Linked DNA regions of Rattus norvegicus: region 1 is linked to region 2. A link is a contact called in public Hi-C data. All regions are on one chromosome and are shown on one strand. The core of a region is the stretch at or near the end of the contact, and the rest is flanking DNA. Distances in the headings are between cores, read along the strand shown.

Evidence for each region. Hi-C and Micro-C count contacts between places; a contact is called where the count stands out from the background.
Region 1: a Hi-C map of liver shows a contact between it and region 2, with 7 times the contacts expected there. The contact joins two enhancer-like sites. A contact is called at or near these places in 3 of 12 Hi-C or Micro-C datasets (kidney and liver).

What each region holds. Positions count from the first base shown.
Region 1 is chr3:187,141,420-187,146,729 of GRCr8, reverse strand. The region is part of intron 2 of Cdh4 (cadherin 4); the gene reads right to left. Among named protein-coding and RNA genes, the nearest start is that of Cdh4, 240 kb to the right of the region's middle. Within about 2 kb of position 1,964, at least 2 of the 93 cell types and tissues checked have an H3K27ac peak or open chromatin away from gene starts, as enhancers often do. A contact at or near this core is called in liver, where this site is marked.
Region 2 is chr3:186,749,498-186,755,320 of GRCr8, reverse strand. No RefSeq gene overlaps it. Among named protein-coding and RNA genes, the nearest start is that of Cdh4, 150 kb to the left of the region's middle. Within about 2 kb of position 4,305, at least 2 of the 93 cell types and tissues checked have an H3K27ac peak or open chromatin away from gene starts, as enhancers often do. A contact at or near this core is called in liver, where this site is marked.

The DNA.
Region 1 (5,310 bases), core at 715-3,214, 390 kb before region 2:
GAACTCTTATTTTCTCAGGCTGAGTGTCCTCCAAGCAGGCACGGTGTGGATACCAGCGTCCCTGCTGGACAGTCATTTGTGGTTCCTTTGCCTTGTGGGACATTGGTCTGTCTGCACAGCCCTCCCTGTGCAGACCCTGTAGCATCTGCCTGTTGCAGCTGATCTGCCTGCTGCTTGCAGACATGGACCCCAGAGTCCTTTTGTCCGCACGTGTGGGTGTGGTCGCTTGAGAATGCATGAAACCATGCACTCTGCTTAACGGACCGTTTGAAAGGAAAGGGTCAGGCTAGGCAGAGCTGTGTCTGTGCAGGGCTCAGCAAAGGCTCCTGGGATTTGCTTGTGTGGGTCGGCGAAGCCATGCTAGTATTGAGGATGCAGCTAGGATCAGAACTGCAGCTCTATGTGCCCCACTCGAACTACTAGCTGAAGTGTGCATCGGGGCTGTGAGGGAGCAAGGCACCCGGCTCTCTCTCCTCGGATGACGGTGTGTCTGTTCGTGTGCAATAATTTGTTGGCTTGGATTTACATATAAAGACAGCTTATTTAACTCTTGAAATTAAAGCTTAAAAACACTTAATTAAAATAATAAATCAGAACCATTCCTGCAGCCCACGGGAGCAACAGATCCCATATTACTACTCCCTGCTGTGGAGGGCTGAGTGGTGCCACAAGGCCACCTCAGACCTGTCCCCCCCCATTCCCACACTGACAGGCACAACCGGAAGTGAGAACCAGCTTTGCGCACAGGGCACACCCCTTCTCCCTGAGTGGATGGAATGGGTCAAGATCTCAAGGGGGGGGGGTGCTGCTGCCACCCGTTGTCTACAGAAATGGCACAACCAGCTTCCATGGTTGTGGACAAATGATTTCTCAGCAGAGAAGGAGTGTTTGCATGCTTGGGGATAGTTGGTGTGTCTGTGTCTCTTCTTGTTTGAGCATTAAATCTGGGGTTAACAGAGGTTTTCTGTAAAGGGCCAGGCGGTAAATATTTCCAGCTTTGTGGGCAAACTGGTGCTTGTTGTAGCTACTCAGTACTGTTGTTTCAACACAGGCAGTCACAGACAACCCGGAGCCAAAGGGACACGGGTGTGTGCCAATAAAACTTTATTTGCAAACATAGGCAAGGGGCCAGCTTTGGCTCTTTGCAGTACAAATGTCAGTCATTTAAGGTGACCTATGACTCATCCTTCCCACGTGGGCAGGACTGGTTATAGACAAGGGTGGCTTGTGTCATGCAGTAAACACCATAATATGTAAAGGGTCCAGATTCTAGTAGCCCACCACATCTTACAGTAATGGCAGAGCTAGTGACTCTGCCCTCATGGCAAGGATGTGGTTCATGTGTGGGCACAGCATTTAGAGGATATAAATAAAGTTGGCAAGTGATTCTCCATGTGTATTGTAATACAGAAAGGAACTTGACTTTCTCAACACTCCTAGGGGGTCTAGGGTTGGGCTGGGGGTCATCAGGGTGAGCAAAGCCAGGACTCATAAATGAAGGCTCCTCATAAATGAAATAATATTGCTCCTGACTCATCCTTCGGTGGGGACATGGGCAGCGGACTAACTGCCAACATCAGAGCAGAGCCTGCCTGCTCATCTGACTGTCTGTACACATAGCCAGTCTTGAAGGTAACCTCTGCAGCATTCCTCTCACATGGGCAGGGGTAGCTCTGGAGGCCAGATAGCTTCTGTATTGCAGGGGCCGGCGGGGTATCTGAAGGGCCTAAGCCATTGTGGCCTGCCATGTCTCTGCAGTGTACTGATGAAAGGTTTAGTACCACTTCCAGAGGACCCATGCTCTAAGTTCCTTCGTTGGTGTGTCCTCAAGGATGAGACAGTGGCCAGAACCCTGAATGGTGCATGTCACCAGTCTGCTGAAGCATGTTAGGAATATCTCAGAACTCTTTGACCCAAGTCACTCGGTTCCTGCCAGAATTCATAGGTAGGCCAGTGCCATCAGCTCCTCTTCCAGACAGCAGAATTCAATATTAGAGGTGGAGGGAACTCACCAGAAACAGGGAGGCAGGGACTTAGACTGGGCAGCCAGAGTTGGACACAGAGACACCTATGGAATAACTTTTGTTGCAGGAGCAATTGGCACTTAGGAACTTTCAAATGTCTATTTGAGAGCTATTCCCTGGATTCCGTTTTAAAGTCAAATGTTTCCCACTTGCCTTCTTGACTAAGAGAGGAGTTTTCCTACATATAGATCTTTAAATATCTCTAAATATTTCAAGATACAGGAATAGACAAGGAATTTCTGAAAGGGACCCCAACAGTTCAGGAAATAATAACCCCAAGAACTTACAATTAAAATAATGTGGAAATTAAAGTCTTCTGTTTCTCACTGGAAGCAATTAGCAGAAAGAGAGTCCAAAGAGTGAGAGACGCCTTTGCCAAGTTTACATTGGACAGGGAATGTAACTAGAATTTACAAAATACCTAGAGTCTAGTTATAAAGTAACCAGAATTTACAAAGAACCACAAAAGTTAACCATCAAAACAAACTGTTCAATTGGCAAGTGGGCGGATGAGCTAGACAGACAGCCCTCAAAGAAAGAGGCACAAAAGGCTGATAAATGTTTAATAACTGTTCAACACCTTTATCCATCAGGGAAATGCAAATTAAAACTTCCCTTATATATCATCATACCCCAAATCAGAATGGTCATTATCAAGAAAGCCAATGAGGAGGTGGGAAGGGGAGCCCTTGTCCACTGCTGCTCAGAGCGTAAACCAGGGCAGCCCCTATGCAGCAGCACAGAGATTCTCTAATTTTCTAAAGACAGCACTGCCAAAGGACCTGCCTGTTCCCTCATGGGCATCTAATATACTAAAGGCAGCACTGCCACAGGACCTATCTGTGCTCTCGTGGGCATCTAACTGAAAGATTCTAAGAACACTCTGGAGAGACTTGTATCTCCACACTCCAACACTACTCACAACAAGCCTCCATGTGGAACCAGCCTAGATGTCCATTAATGCCCAAATGCACAAATACAGGATTAGAAATGACATCATAGCATTTGCCAGAAAATGGATAGAACTGGAGATCAGCATGTTAGGCTAAATTAGACAGACTGAGGCAAATATCATGTGCCTTCTTTCATATGCAGAGTCCAGGTTTACACACACACACACACACACACACACACACACACACACACACACACCCCACATACATATACATATGTGTAGTGCATAGAAATAGAAAAAAGTACTAAGGGTGTGTGTGTGTGTGTGTGTGTGTGTGTGTGTGTGGTCTGAAGGGAGGAGGGAACAAGAGGCTAATGAAATATATGCAACCTGAAGAACTATTTGCAGTGTGGAAGGAGCTCTGCAAAAGCGGTGGGTGTGCGTTGGAAAGCGGTCACTTAAGAACAAAGCACCATAAGGCACATGAACTGAAACATTGTGATACTTAGTATCATGGCGTAGGAGGTAAGGCGATCTCTCTCCATGGTGCTGACAGAAATTTGGTTGGCGGGTTTTCAGCCAGGTGAGGTCGTCCTTTAATCTACACTGACTGCAGAGACAGCCAGACTGTGGACTTGGGTCTACAGGCAGAATATTTGATCCCTTCTGGGCAAGCATTGCCGGAAACTCTGCCTGATGGTGCAACGGTTCCATCAATGGATATAAAGGTCAACAGTTCAGATGTGAGGTGCCCTGAGCTTTGCTGGGGAAGCAGCTGAGGCTCTTTAGCTCCCCCTTGGGTGCTTGTGCCTGCCCATGGACAGTGCCTTGCCAACAGAGAGAACTCTGGGAGGCTGATGGCATTACTTGTTGGTGCATGGAGGAGGGAAGGTGAGACCTAGCCAGAGCTCATGGGCTTCCCTTGCTGCCAGACCAGAAGCTGCACATGGCTCTCCTCTCCTCTCACACCAGCACCCTGGCTCTTGGTTATGACCAAGAACGGTCCCCTCTTCCCTTAGAGCGCGCATCAGGATGCCATCAATATTCCACAAAGCAGGGGAGTCTGTCTTCCCGCTGAGTTTCTCACAGGTCTGCCCTGTAGGAAGGGAAATTTTAGCCTTTAAAGCCACTTAACACAGCTGGGGACTCCTCAGTGAAGTGATTGAGAGGATGGGGCTGGCTGGCAGCAGACAAACACATTGAGAGGCCCCTGAGGTGCTCTCCGTGGGATGGTGGCTCTCTAGCAACTGTGGAGGTGAGAGCGTCTTAGGAGGCTGCTGTGTGCCCTGTATGAATGCCAGCAAATGCCGTCTTTAGTTGCTGCTCTTGTGGGTGCTGATGTTTGGTGAGTGAAGGCAGGGGACATGTTGTGCACTGTATGTGACGCTTCTGGAACAATTTTCCTCATGGATGCAGAAGGCACTCTGGGGGTTCCTGAGATGTGGTCATGGAAATGACCTTTGCTACCTCCCAGAGATTCACTATCTGCTATGCTGTGCAGCCAGGGTGAAACCTGAGCAGAAAGAGCCCAAGTGTAGAGATGAGGACACCCAGATGACCAGGGAGGCTCTCACAGCTCTCTTCTGCTCATGAGCACACACAGTGAGAGGAAGTATTTCAAGGACAGCCACACTGCTGTCTCCAGAGCACTTTCCTTGGACATGAATGACAAGTGTGTGTCTGTGTGTGGCATGTGTAAGTGCTACTGCCCATGGACACTAGTGGTCTTGTGTCCCCTAGAGTTGGAGTTCCATGTGGTTGTAACTGTCTGATGTGGGTGCTGGGATTAGAACTCAGGTCCCCTGTAAGGGCAGTGCATGTTCTTAACCAGTCACCAGCATTTGGGTTTTGAAAAGGGGGAGCTGGGGCTGGGAGACAGAGTAGTTCGTTGGTAGAGCACTCGGTCTTTAAGTGTGTGGACCAGCGTTCGAACCTTAGAACCCACATAAAGGAAGTTGGGCATGGTGAAGCTTGCTTGCAATCCCAAGGTTGGGAGGTGGAATTGGGTTTATCCGGGGCTTACTGACCAGCCAGGCCAGCCAAACTAGTGGGCTCCAGGTCAGTGGAAGACTGTTTTAAAAACAGGATGTACAGCTCCTAAGAAATGACATTTGAGGTTGACTTCTGGTCTCCACAGGTACAGGCACGTGCATATCAGATATCTGTGCAACTTCACACACACACACTCACACGCACACATGCACGCACACACATGCACAGGCATGTACACATGTGTATGCCCCCACACACATGTACACATGAACACACATGAACTTACACACCCATGCACACAAGCACATGCACACACATACACAATCGAGCACACACACATATACACATGCATCACAATGCACGTATACACATGCATGTGCATGCGCACATACACACACA
Region 2 (5,823 bases), core at 3,056-5,555:
AGGTAGCCCTGCTCAGGAAAACAGAACTGTCTCCTGCCTCATGTCTCCAGGTCAGATCCAGCGTGACATAAATGATGATGTCATTGGGTCTTCACACTGTGACAGGCAGGGACTGTTCCTCCTCCCCATCGCTGCTGAGGAAACCAAAGCTTGGAGTTAATTCCAACCCTAAAGGAGACTGACCCAGGACACAGTGCCCAAATACGAACATTTGGGGATTTCATTCCGATGCCCTCCATAGACAGGGGTTCTGAACATTCGGTCTGACTTCGAATGTTTCCTTCCAGACCTTGGCAAATTTAATCCCACAACCCCAGAGAAATGCAAGGACCACGCAACAGCCTTTCTTTGCTAAGACCAATAGGGGCTAGCCATCGTCCCTCTCCTTGTTGGCCAGTGCAAGAACACAAAGAAGCTTGGATCTAGGAAACGGCCGGTGTGTGCCAGGCCACAAGGGTGTCTCCGTCACTTGCCCACATTCACGGGGAAGGCATTTGCTAAGCCCCTTGTCTGTTCTGAGGACCCCGGCAGCACAAAGTCTTCTAGGACGTCACACAGAGACCTACCCCTTGAGGTCTCTTCGGGTACAACATAAAGTCATTGGGTTCAGCATCTAATTAACTGTAATTAATTGAGTAAAAGGAAAAAAAACGAGCAAGAAGAAGAAAAACACAAGGGAAATGAAGATGGATTGTTAAGTTGTGTGCTGCAAGGCCCTGGTGAAAGCATCATATTTCCCCGCTCTAATAACCTCGGTTAATACGCAGCGATCAATCACACCATGGCGGGTGTATTTTAGCTTGCCGGCTTATCGATACAAGGTGGTTTAATGTGGACGGTCCTGACGTATTCCCGATACAGAGCAGAAGGGCGATGGCCGGTCCCTCATCCCTGAATGCCCGGGACTGCGACGGCAGATCAATACTCGTCGGAACACCCCGATTCTTCTGCAAACCACACTCGGATGACAGTGATTAAGCTGTGGGGGCTCGTCTGTCTGAACCCAGGATGGTTCTATCGCAAACAAAGCCATCATTGATCAAGCGTATTTTATTTTTTAATATTCATGGGTTGGCCACACTCAAAACACAGCATTACTATGCGCATGGGAAATGAGCCCTCTGCCCAGCTCTGATCAACACTACAGGGGAGAGGAATGTCCTGTGTCTCAGCTGTTTCTGACCAGATCCAGGCCTAGCCCCATTTCTCCCTAAAGTCGGCTTCATTAGACTGGGGTAACCAAGTCCTGGATGGGGGTCTCTGTACTGTATCCTTGATTTATAGTCACTCTGAGCTGAACTTCATGGAAGGATAGGTGGAGGGAGGGAAACAGAGTCACCGAAGCCATCTGCTACGGTCCTCCATTCCGGTGTCCCAGGGCGCCATCCAGTGCTGGCAGCACCATCTTACCACTTTGCTTGGTGGGTGTGGGTGTGCTGAGGTCTCTGACTCTCTTGCCTCCTGTTTGGGCCACGCGGCATAGTTTCTGAACAGCCACCTTCTGCTGTCATCAGACGCTTCACCTGCCAAAGGCCTCAGGAATGAGCCGCTGTGGCCCTGGGGATAAACCTGGCCAATGTGGAGCCTAGGGAAAATGGAAGGGACTCCTAGTGTTGGGCTGTGGGTTGGATAGCTGAGGACAGGGCATGACCCAGGGTACGGATGTCCTCATGCCTGCTTCCTTGGAGACCTCCTGGGTGTGGCTGTGCCCTCTGGTGAGAGTCTGTATGCAAAGGCACCGTTCCTTGACACAGAGATCTGTCCTGATCTCAGTTCCCCTAGGGCAGTGACCTACTGCAGTCAGGTTTAGCTGAGGGAATGGATGCTTGCCTAACAGGGTTTTGAAGTCCAGCCTAGTGGTGCAAAATGACTGCACTGTCGGCATGGACAGGTGTACAGACAGAAAGCCAAGAACCTTTGCTTCTGAGTGCCAACAGCCAGCAGGTCACTTGTCCTCTTTCTCTTGCTCTGGACTCCAGTCCCAGAGGCCCATCTCCAGGCAGACCTTCAGTGCACGGAGAAGGCCCAGGCCAGCATACTTGACTTTCCCAACACAGAGCTCACTGTGACTTATAACCTAGTGCCCTTGAGGTCTCACACGGGGACCTTGTCTCCGACTGATAGACACCTGCACTCTTTCTGTCTCTTGTTTGCTGAGAGTGGCCTGGTCCCCAAAGGAGAAAGAAATCTCATCTCAGACGGAAAAATAAGGGAGCTGTTTCTTCAGGAGATGTTCCAATCATAATGCAGGAACATATTCTTTCCAAGAGAGGCTGCCTTCCCTTTTGATCCGCTGCTCAATGCACCACACCCCATACCCAGAATCATTTCTGACAATCCTCTCATCAATTAAGTTTCCTCCAGCGATGCACACAGATATTGCGCTAACACATGCCATAAATCATGCTGTGGATCTGCGGGGCTGCGGTGTTGCTGACAAATACGGTCTCCTCATTCAGACGGAGGCAGGGAGCTGACACACAGCACCGCAGGCACGTGTGCATCAGTGTGTGTGTGTGTGTGTGTGTGTGTGTGTGTGTATGTGTGTGCACTGTGTGTTTGTATGTATATATGTGTGCATCAGTGTGTGTGTGTGCATCAGTGTGTGTGTGTGTGTGCATCACTGTGTGTGTCTGTGTGTATGTATGTGTGTGTTTGTGTGTATGTATCTCTGTGTGTGTCTCTGTGTTTATAGGTATATCCGTGTGTCTGTGTATATCTATGTGTGTCTCTGTGTGTCTCTGTGTGTGCATTGTGTGTTTGTGTGTATGTATGTATGTGTATGTGTGTATGGTGTATATGCTTATGCAAGTGTTTGTGTGCATGTGTATATGGTGTGCGTGTGCTTTGTGTGCATGTCTGTGTATATGCATTGTGTGTGTGCATTATTTGTGTGCTTTGTGTGTGTGTCTGTGTGTCTGATTGTGTGTGCATTGTGTTTGTGGGTGTATGTATGATGTGTGTGTGTGCATCAGTATGTGTGTGTCTCCACGTGTATGTCTCTGTGTCTTTGTGTGTCTGTGTGTATCTTTGTGTTTATGTTTGGGTCTGTGTGTATGTCTCTGTGTGTGTCTGATTATGTGTGAATTGTGTGTTTGTGTGTATGTGTGTATAGTGTATGTGCTTATGCAAGTGTTTGTGTGTGTGTATGTGTATGGTGTGTGTGTGTCCGTGTATATGCATTGTATGTGTGCATTGTGTGAGTGTCTGTGTGTTTTTGTGTATATATGTCTGTGTGTCTGATTGTGTGTGCATTGTGTTTGTGTGTGTATGTATGATGTGTGTGTGTGTGCATGTGCACATGTGTGCTGGCATGTGTGTGTGACCTCATGCACAAGCCAGTACAAGCACACACACACACACACACACACACACACACACACACACACACGGGTAGTAAAGACAACATGTACAAAAGTCAGAACCTAATGTATTTGGGCCTTCAGGACAGTCAGCCTCTGACTTCTTCTCTGAAGTCCCTGATGATAAGATAGGTAGCTAGGACCTTCGCCACCTGACCCAGCATCCTAGCATGCCCATGGCTTATGTCTGTGGGTCCAACAAAGGCTTGCCTTTCCCACTCTTCCTCTTTAAGGACAACAAGGAGATCAAGCTACTGTGGTTCTCAGAGGATTGCAAAGGCATCAACAAAGGAGCTCGAGTGTCATTTATGACTGACCAGGACAAAGACCACTCTGGCTCAAGAAGGAGGCTTTGCCTGGGATGGCCTACTTTGTATATATTCTGGAGGGGATGAGGTGTACCTATCCCAGAGGGTCCCGCAGGTCTGGACATGTTGAGTGAGAGGAGTCAGGGATCTCCAGATGATGGTTGTGTCTGTAGATAGGTCCGTACCTGAGCGCTGTCAATGGCTACCTGGCCTTTATTACCTAACTCTCTGCTGCCTGTGGCACAGCTAGCAGGCACAGCTTTTGGCAAGAACTCCCTGCAAGGCTGGCCAGCACTGCTTTGCAATGGGCTCTGCTCTACCAGAGCCCTCTCCTCTTGTTCTCTTTGGTCCCTGCCTCTGCCCATCAGAGGGGCTCAGCCCCTTCTAATGCTGGAATGCATGCCTAGCAGGAAGGCTTTCCCAAGAGGCCTGGGAGTCTGCAGCCGCAGCATGTGGCTCTGACACTGCTATTGTCAGTTCGCCTGGAACCCCTGGGTATGCTCCTGCATCCCTCCACCCCCTCCCCCACCCCCAGGGGACATGGACTTTCCTGCCAATATCAAGATCCCTCCTCTGTTAAGCCATTTCCCTTTCCTGAGTCCCAGGCTACCTACAACACCTGACCACATAATCTCTCAGGAGGCAGCTGAGCCCCAGCCTGCCTGTGCCTCTCCCACAGGACTCACCACTTCACAGACAAAAGGGCCATTTCCCATTTCCCCTCCCCTTAAAAGTCCACAGCTGAGATTAATTCACCACTTTCTTAAAGTGACTAAGCAGATACAATCAGTTTTATTATTATTTTTTAAATTGTTTTATTCTCCACCACACAGGCAGCCGGCTCTCCCAGGCACCAAAGTGACTTGGCAGAAGCTTATGCAAAGAAAAAACAAAACAAAAGCCAAGCAAACAGAAACCTTGGACTCTGTCCACAGCAGCTGTCCGCAGCGGCCACGGGGGTCACTTCTCTCATCACTATGGCAACCTGAAACCCATATTTCACTGGTGGTCATGTTTGCTTCTGGCTGTCTTAAATAAGCCTACCTTTGCCCGTGTGCTCTCTTATGTCATCCAATTTAGAAACTCACTGCAAAGATTCTTAAGAATTCTTTCTACCAAGATGGGGGTCTTCTATTAGACTCCAGCGCCAGCCAAAGCTGGATGAACAGGAAATCTATGGGAGCCACACGGTGTGGCGGGGATGAGCCTGTTCCAGGGAGAGGCGATTCTGGCTCCGGAGGTTAAGGCTACCACTACGTCAGAGCTTAGAATATGTACACCAACCTTTCTGTAGGAAGTGGAAACCTCTGGAAATCTTGACAAGAAGGCCACAAGCACAAATTAAGGTACTAACCTACTGCTATAACCAAAACCTACTTGTGCCAAACCACCAAACAGAATGGTCGCTCTGGTCAGTGTGCAATACAGACAGTCGCTGTCTTAATTTCTATGCCAGGACTTTAATTCTATGCCAGTACCCCAGAGAAGTAAACAGATTCTCACACAAAACATGGCCACGAATACATGTAACAGTGTTATTCCTTGTTATCCTCATCTACAAACAGTTTAAACACCCCTCAGTGGGTACCTGGATAAGCAGGCTGTGGTATGTCTACTCAGAGGAATATTATGCAGCCAAGACAAGGACTGTGTAGACGTCAGCTGCTACAAACAAATCACAGATGAATTACAGCAAATGAAAGGAGCTGGGCACAAAAGGCATCCACTATGGAGTCCTGTTTATGTGAGGTTCTTGGAGAGGCTTTTTACTGTTGAAGGAAAAGATGAATGAGGTGGCTACTGTAAGGGATGGCTGCAGGGTGTGGAGCTGCTCTGCACACTGTGAGGCAGAGTAAATTGTAAACTAGTGAAAGATGTCAAGTTTTACACCGCGAAGCTGTTTTAGCTCTGCCTAGGTTTTTAAAAACAGAGGACAGAGACAGGGAAGAAACAGGTTACCTGGCTGGCTGGACTTGCAAGCCCTTCTGCTAGGCCAGATGGCTGGCACAGGGTCTGCGCTCTGGTCTGTGTCTACTGCAGAGCCTGGGTTCTGATGATTCACCCACTGCTTAGAAAGGCACACAGGTCAAGAGCTCTGTGGTTCCACGACAGCGGAGAGATGGGCAGGCATTCCTGTGTCCACAGGTCCCAGA